2 separate regions of the Mus musculus genome follow, and region 1 is linked to region 2. The links are chromatin contacts, called in public HiChIP or PLAC-seq maps. All regions are on one chromosome and are shown on one strand. The core of a region is the stretch at or near the end of the contact, and the rest is flanking DNA. Distances in the headings are between cores, read along the strand shown. Region 1 holds the start of Saxo1 (stabilizer of axonemal microtubules 1). Region 2 overlaps Adamtsl1 (ADAMTS-like 1).

What was found. HiChIP or PLAC-seq counts read pairs in DNA pulled down with a chosen protein or histone mark.
Region 1: an H3K27ac HiChIP or PLAC-seq map of embryonic stem cells shows a contact between it and region 2, with 5 times the contacts expected there. The contact joins the promoter of Saxo1 here to the enhancer-like site in region 2. A contact is called at or near these places in 9 of 39 promoter capture datasets (the 3T3-L1 cell line, the HPC-7 cell line, embryonic stem cells and 5 more), 1 of 15 datasets of contacts at CTCF or cohesin (the NIH/3T3 cell line), 8 of 484 Hi-C or Micro-C datasets (embryonic fibroblasts, embryonic stem cells, nephron progenitors and 2 more), 6 of 115 datasets of contacts at active chromatin or transcription factors (differentiating embryonic stem cells, embryonic stem cells and fibro-adipogenic progenitors) and 1 of 9 other capture datasets (embryonic stem cells).

The regions. Positions count from the first base shown.
Region 1 is chr4:86,556,597-86,560,405 of GRCm38.p6, forward strand. It overlaps Saxo1 (stabilizer of axonemal microtubules 1), which reads right to left and starts at 1,707. Exons shown (of 4, transcript NM_001081096.1): 1 at 1,379-1,707. The coding sequence starts at 1,419. Saxo1os (stabilizer of axonemal microtubules 1, opposite strand) reads left to right here and starts at 1,848. Exons shown (of 2, transcript NR_131920.1): 1 at 1,848-2,169; 2 at 2,901-3,208.
Region 2 is chr4:86,181,516-86,185,267 of GRCm38.p6, forward strand. The region is part of intron 4 of Adamtsl1 (ADAMTS-like 1); the gene reads left to right. Among named protein-coding and RNA genes, the nearest start is that of Adamtsl1, 130 kb to the left of the region's middle. Within about 2 kb of position 2,321, at least 41 of the 459 cell types and tissues checked have an H3K27ac peak or open chromatin away from gene starts, as enhancers often do. A contact at or near this core is called in differentiating embryonic stem cells, embryonic stem cells and stem cell-derived neural progenitor cells, where this site is marked.

The sequences.
Region 1 (3,809 bases), core at 457-2,956, 370 kb after region 2:
CATACTGTGCAAAGATGGGACTCAAAGACTTCAACCCCACTCTTCTGAGAGCAGAGATGGAGCCAGGAGTGATGCAAAAGGCCCCACAAGGAAGCAAAGTCTTAGAAAAAAAAAACAAACTGAATGTTCGGTAGTATGAAAAATTAGCCCTGGACACTGGCTGGTCCCACCTGACAAACCTCGAAAACAAGAGCCACACTTGTAGGTAGCAGAGCTCAGAATTCTGGGAAATGGCAGTATCTATCTGGAGTCTGCTGATGGGACTGTCCTTAGAGATTGCTCATGAACAGCTGGAGCAATGACACCTATTTTAAAGTTCCCAGTCCACTCTAATGAGCACTGATTCCTGAGAATTCAAAGTCTTCTGTTTTCAGAGTGTCCTCTTAACCTATTCTCCCAAATACAATAATTTTGTTATTTCATGTAACATATGTAGCTGTAAAATCCTTTGCAGATCTTAGGGTATTAACAGAATAGATAGAATCCATGTGCATAGACATACACCCTATCCCTTCACTTGTAATAGTCCTGTGAGGAGAGTATTCCTAGGGAAATTTGAATGGGGAGACGTTCGGTTCCTAGCCCAGATCCCACATTTAGTGACAACCCCAGAGGGCTAGTCCCCGAGGCCACTCCTTTCACTTGGTCTTAGCCAGAAGCCTGGGAAGCAAGTTTATGTACTGCCCCTTCTGCTATCCCCTGGCTGGCACAGCCCTGCAGTTCCCTAGCTGTCCTGGCAAAGCAGCCAGAAGGACCATCTCAGAGACCGCAGCCCAACGTTCCTCTCCAAAACCCTGCCTTCACTGTGCTTTGCACCATCATGGCCCTGAAGACAAGGGGCAGAAAGGCATCCTGCCCAAAAACTACAGCGAACTCGCCCCTGGATTAGCTATTTATTTCAACACTGCAACAGTTGGTGCCCGTGCACTATGGCTCCCAAAGTACCAATTTCTGTAAGTGAGAAACTCACCCACACAAAAGAACTATTGTTCTAACAATTGCAACAGAAGAAACAAGACCGGCCCCAGCCTGTCCAGGGTTTCCATCATGTCTTAACAGCATGTAGACAAGGCTGGGCCCAGCCCACTCTCAAAGTGCCTGAATCTCTACCCTGCAGAAAACACACACGCGCACACACACACACACACACACACACACACACACACACTACCTGATCAGCGCTGATTCGACATGTGTGCATCAAATATTAGTCAACAATGTTGCAGTTTAAAACCCGAATCCAGTGCGATGCTGCCTAGCGAAGCAGCGGGATGAAGAAGACACATCCTGTCTTCGTTCCAGGAAAGGGGCTTGGCACCCTAGGGAGTGTGAAAATCAGGCTCCCCTCCCCAGATTGCCCTTGGGAGGACTACCTTACCCGCAGGAGCACAGGTTGCAGATGCAAGTCCTCTTCCCCATCCTTCACCTCGGACTTTCCACTAAGGCAATCGCCTAGAGGATCCCAGCTGCCTGGGACAACGATCACACTTCTTCGGTGCCTTGACCGATGCTGTTTTGCTCAGAAGGAAACTTAGGTGGCCCTTTTGCAAAATTCTGTAGTCTATTCCTTTCCTGAGGCTGGCCTTGGGCAAACAGGCAGCACTTAGCACAGACAGCAAGCCAGGCCGGCTCACGTCTGTAAGCTGCTGCCACTGCGGCCAGTGGGAAGCACCCACCTGCCAGCACAGCCTGGCCCCTGCAAGCCACAGGGCCCAGGACTGAGTCCTCTATGACCTTCAAAGTCACAGAGGAGGGCATCTTGAGGTGGCAATGACATCATAAGGGCCTCCTGTGAGGTCAGACTTCACCTAGTATCTCACCTGGCAGACCCAAGACAGGGACTCTCCCACTGGAACTTGGAAGGAAGATGGAAGATACCTTGGAGGGCTTTAGGAAGCCTCCGAGTCCCAGAGTTAACCAACAGCACGGTCACATAATGCAAAGACAATGAAAAGTATCTTGTCGGGTGGCACTTTCCATCCCTAGGACACATTGTCCGTCTGGAGGAAATGCATGCCCGGACCTCCAGAATATTGACCCTGAATTCCATCTCCAGATCTTCCTGGAAAATCTATACCTGGCTGCCTGCATCTTGGAATTGCTTTCAACCACAGGCCTCTGCTTTTGAGAACAAAGCAGCATGAGAGGGTCCAGCCCTCTATTGCTCAGGTAATGACGCCTAGAAGCAGGGACGTCTCAAATGTTAGCAGCATCAGAACCTCAAGGCTTGACAAAAATCAGATTGCCAGACCCCACCCTGAGTTTGTTGTTTCTGAAATATGGGTTCCAGAAAACACGTGTCTCTTACAAGTTTTTAATGATGCTACTGATGCTGGCCCAGAGCCCACACTTCAAGGAGCGCAGCTATGGAGCTTCTATTGTGGCCTCTGACCTCTCTTCCCTAATATCTAAGCCGGTCCTGAAAACCACTGCAGACCTCTGCCCTGGAATCTCCTGTATCAAATAACCACCAGTCAGAGCACATGATGGCTTCAGCCTGTGATCCCGGCACAGACTGAGGCAGGAGGGTTGCTGCAAGGTCAAGGCCAGCCTGGGCTACAAAGTGAGACTTCACTCTATTTCAAAGCAGTGAAAACAACTATTCTGGGAATTGTGTTTTCACAAGATAGCAGCTTACTCTGACAATAAAACAAAGTCAAGGGCCTCTGCTCTCGAGCTGGGTGTGGCAGCACAAGTCTAGAATTCCAGCATCTGGGGCAAGGAGGCAAGTTCTGGGCTACATGGCTCTCCCTTTCTCAAAAGCAAGCAAAAGAAGTGCGGTAGCATACCATACAGTCTACTACTATAGGAGAATGTTTGGACTTAAACATTACTGTTTCTTTTTGTTGCTTTTATTTATTTTATTTTATTTTATTTTATTTTACATTTGCTTATCGCAGGTTCTGGGTAAAGAGAGCCATGTGGGCCAAGACTCATGTGGAGATCAGAAGACAACCTGGAGAAGTTGGTTTCCTCTTTCTACCATGTGGACCAGAGAGCTGGAATTGATGTTATCAGTGTGAGCTTCGAGTGTCTGAAGAGTCATGGATTGCAGCAGTGCTGAGCTGCTGTGTGCTCTGAGTTCTTTCTTCCATCGCAGACTAAAAACCGAAGTCAGCAAACCACTGCCAGCTGCTGGAATTCCACTGGTACCTGGTTGATAGGGCCCATACAGGAATACCACTTACTGATCAGTCTTAAGTACAGCAAAGTTATTTCTTGCCTTTCTGGTTAAAGGGAATATAGAAATGTGAAATGGGGAGGGAGGAAACCTCAGAGAAATGGGAGCTTTGGAAACCAAACCAAGACCTGCGCACCCTGTTCATTTTCAGGACAGGTCCATCACATGCACACACTGTTTATCACCAGAGACGGGGTCCACCATTGGAGGATGTTTTTGTGCAGTGTGCAAAGACTGCCCTTGTGTTATTCAGATGCTCATTTCTGAACCAGCAGAGATCTGATTTCAGGCCATATGTGGTATTGTTAATCATCTCCTGCCTTAGGATTTTGTAAACATTGTTCTCCATCACCTTATGAAAGCCGATGGCCTATAGCAAAAGTGGAATAGTTAGGTGGGACTGAGAGAGAGAGAGAGAGAGAGAGAGAGAGAGAGAGAGAGAGAGAGAGAGAGAGAGATTCTCTGGGAAGCCAGACACAGAGGAAGAAGCAGGCTGGGAAGGAAGGAGAGGTAATTAACCAGCCATGTGGCAGAACTGAGATTAGTATAATCTGGATAATTGAGTTATGAGCTGTAGAGAAACTACATCTAGCTATAAGGACAAAAGCTTATAAGTACATATAGTCTT
Region 2 (3,752 bases), core at 1,071-3,570:
GTCTCCTCTCTTCTTCAGCCAAAAGTTCACCAGGGCTCAAACAAGTTCTTAATGGATTCCAGCAAGACTCTGTGAAGCTCTAGGAAAGGAGTTTCTGTTTAGAAACCTAGAGGAATGTGCTAGCTCAGTACCACACTGAAATCAGGACCCACCTGCACTCAAGCCCCAGACCCAGCTTCCAGTCTGGTTCCGATTTGGCAGGGGAGGGGGACCTTGGCAGCCTGCCTCTATTGTTTTAAAGCATTGCTGCCATTCTGTAATTCACAGCTCACATCTCACCTCCTCCATCACCCCTTTTCAGGCTGATGAGATATCAGCCCCATCTGTATCCCAAACACAGCACATAAGACCCTTTCATTCTGCTACTCAAGTCTATAAGACGCAAGAGATTCTCAGTTGTTTATACTGATAAAAGAATGAGTTCCTAGAGATAATCTGTCATCATGCCTGCATAGCTTGTGGAGACTTTCTACCCTCATAGAAAGGTACTGGACCCATGAAGATAAATCTGCAGGATACAGAGAAGTGATAGGTTTGAAGGGCCATGCCCAGGCCCAGTTTATTCGTGATGGTGAATTTTCTATGAATGTTTGATTTGTAATCTTTCAGTAGTCTCAATTTTCTTATTAGTCTTGGAGCTGTGTGTATCTTCTAGGAGGGCAAACTAAATCACATAAATAGTGAATAATAATCTTGTCCATGAAATGAGAGCTCAGTTATTTTTTCACACCTATATTTGAGATTATTTTTATTTTTTAAGTTAGCATTCAGAGTAATAAGTATCACCATGGTATTACTAAACATATGTATCATTATACTTTGTTCTTTTTTGCAAGTTTTAAAATTTTTATTGATTTCTTTTTTTAATTGTGTTTGAATTTTTTAAGATATGAGTATTGTGTATAGTTGAGTCTTCCAAGTTTTGGGCTCTTGAAGAATATCACAGAGCAGTTTTTAAGACACTTTAGTATTCTTTCCTTTGTGTCTTCTCCTCCTTCAGCTAATTTGCTGCTATTGTTTTTGTTATAATTAATAGCCATTGTAGCTGGTCTCATCCTTAAACTTTAAGAGCTTTGCGTTCTTGCATGGAGTCTTCATCTTTTAGAGGAGTGATTGCTATACTTTGCAGATAGATAGGCCAAGGAACAGACAGATGAGGTGACATGGACAGAGCCACATAGCTGATAAATAACAAGACTTGAATTTCCATTTATATCTTCTAATTCCAAAGTATACCATGCTCTGAGATCTCTTGATACTATACTGGACTATAGACATCATATAGTTGAATATTGATCTGGCTCTGCAAAAGAATGGCAAAGGCAAACATACAAGCTTCTCTTTCCATGAACACATAAAGAAGCCACAAGACTGAGCAGGGCAGAATAAGGACATCATTACAGAGTTGCACCAAAACCAAACAGTATCACATGTTTACTTGTACGAGTGCATCTAATTACACTGTTCCATCTGTGTGTTCCTTGTGTTGATTATTTGTGTGTGTGTGTGTGTAAATTTGTCTCCTTTTTCCATTGTTGTAAAACAGATGTAACATACAATTTACCAATTTACCCTCTTTTAAGTATGTTGGTCCCGTGATAGTGAGCTCATTAACACTGTGATATACCCATTACTATCACCCACCTCTAAAACTTGCTCATCCCCCAAATGAAGTGCCACACCTATTAATGAATAACTCCGCACTCTCCCCTCACTTGAGCTCCTGGTAGCTGCCAATCTAGTGCCCATGTCTATTTATTTTAGTGCTCATATGAGTGAAATCATACAAAGTTAATTTTCTGCCCAATGTGAGGGGTTTTTCCCCCCAACTTAGGAAGTCTAAAATGCCGAAAGTTTATCCATGTGATCAGAAATTATTATTTAGACAATTTAGCTTAAATTAGAAATCTCATTCTTTTTATGGTAATATTTGAGATAGATGAAATTTTGTTTACCCTCTCACCTGGATGGACATTTTCTGCTTCCAGCAGTAGTGGATAACGCTGTTATTAGACATGCAAGTACCTATTCATGCCTGTGGTTTCAGTTATTTCAAGTCTATACAGAGAAGTCAATTGGTGTATCACATGGTAATTCTATGTTTAAAATCCCAAGGGACTTGCATGTTGGGGCAGGGCAGGGGGTGGGGTGTGTGTGTGTGTGTGGTTTCCCAGTGCTACACCATTTTAAGTTTCAGGCACTTCACCTCCTAGTCCTATACCCACAATTCCCCCAGAGTTGGACTGATAACACCCTTGAAAGCACAGCTGTGACCTTTAAGCCTCTCACCCTCCCACAGAGAGTACAATGCCACTCCCAGTTTGCAGAGCAGAGGCTTGCTCTTTGTGATGGAGATCATGATGCCAGCACTTCTGGGAATTCCCCTCCCCAGGACTCTTCCCCTCCTTTTTGCCCCTCTGCTGTTCCCAAACTCAGAAAATAGCCATGAAAACAGTGACATGCATGTCTGCATGGGAAAAAACAAAAAGAAAAACAAAAGTGTAGCTGTGCCTCTTTGCATTCTAATGAGACGGTTCAGAGAATGGCAGCTTCCTCACCCATCACATGTTGATTTATGATTACAAGCACAAGTTGGGCCAGCTGAAGCCACATCTGCAATTTAAATGACTGCTTACAAAATGGAGCTCTTAATATCTAGTTAGACTCCATGGCTGGCACAGTAATCAAGAAAGCTGTTAGTTATAACACAGTTTCTAACCAGGCATTAAACTGTAATCCAAACAGGAATGCAAGCTTGGTCTGGTTTGTTTGAAGGTAACAATATGTTTGTAGAAACCAGTGGATTTTGCATTTTACTTTGAAAAACATAGAATAGAAATGACATCGGATGCTTTTGATTCTGCCATTTGGGTATTAGCTTGTTTTATTTTGAATTTTGCTTTTACTCTGGATCAGAAATCAGAGCTGCATGTAGACATGGCTGGAGAGGAACATACTGATGCTAGTAACAGTTCTGAACCTTGGGGCAGATGGGTAGTGTACAGACGGCTTGCATAACTCTCCCGCATCCTCTTACTCTGGAAGATAAGAGGGACAGTTTTTCTCCTTTTGTGCAATGTAGTAACTTTCCCAAGTGGAACATTCCCATGATGGCAGCATGCTCTATTCTCATGCTCCAAAGTTTGTATGTTATAGTCGACCTAGGCAAAGCTGAGGTAATGATTCGATGTGGCACTTGGTCTGCTTGCCCACAAGCTATAAGACCTGACCCCTGGAAACGAGAGGTGGATGCTGGAGTCAGCATGCTTCCGAATTGACTTTTCCTCTTCTTCTGACACTGTGTGCTTCAAATTGGAAGTTCACACTGGGATGATAATCACTGGCTTTTGGCACGCTCTAATGAGAGAAGGTCTCTGTGGGGTTAGATAGTTCAGAAGTGTCTGGGCTGAGTTCAGTTGTTTTTTATTCTCTGGACCCTCATCTTCCTTTGTCATCATTAATTTCTCCTTTAGGATGTCCTCAGGTAATAACCTAGTCACTGCTGAAGCTAAACTATATCCAAGCATCAGAAACACATTTTTAAAAAAGATTTATTTATTTATTTTATGTATGTGAGTACATTGTAGTTATCTTCAGACACACCAGAAGAGGTTATCAGATCCCACTATTACAGATGGTTGTGAGCCACCATGTGGTTGCTATGAATTGAACTCAGGACCTCTGGAAGAGCAGTCAGTGCTCTAACTTGCTGAGCCATCTCTCTAGCCCCCAGAAACACAATTTTAGGAGAG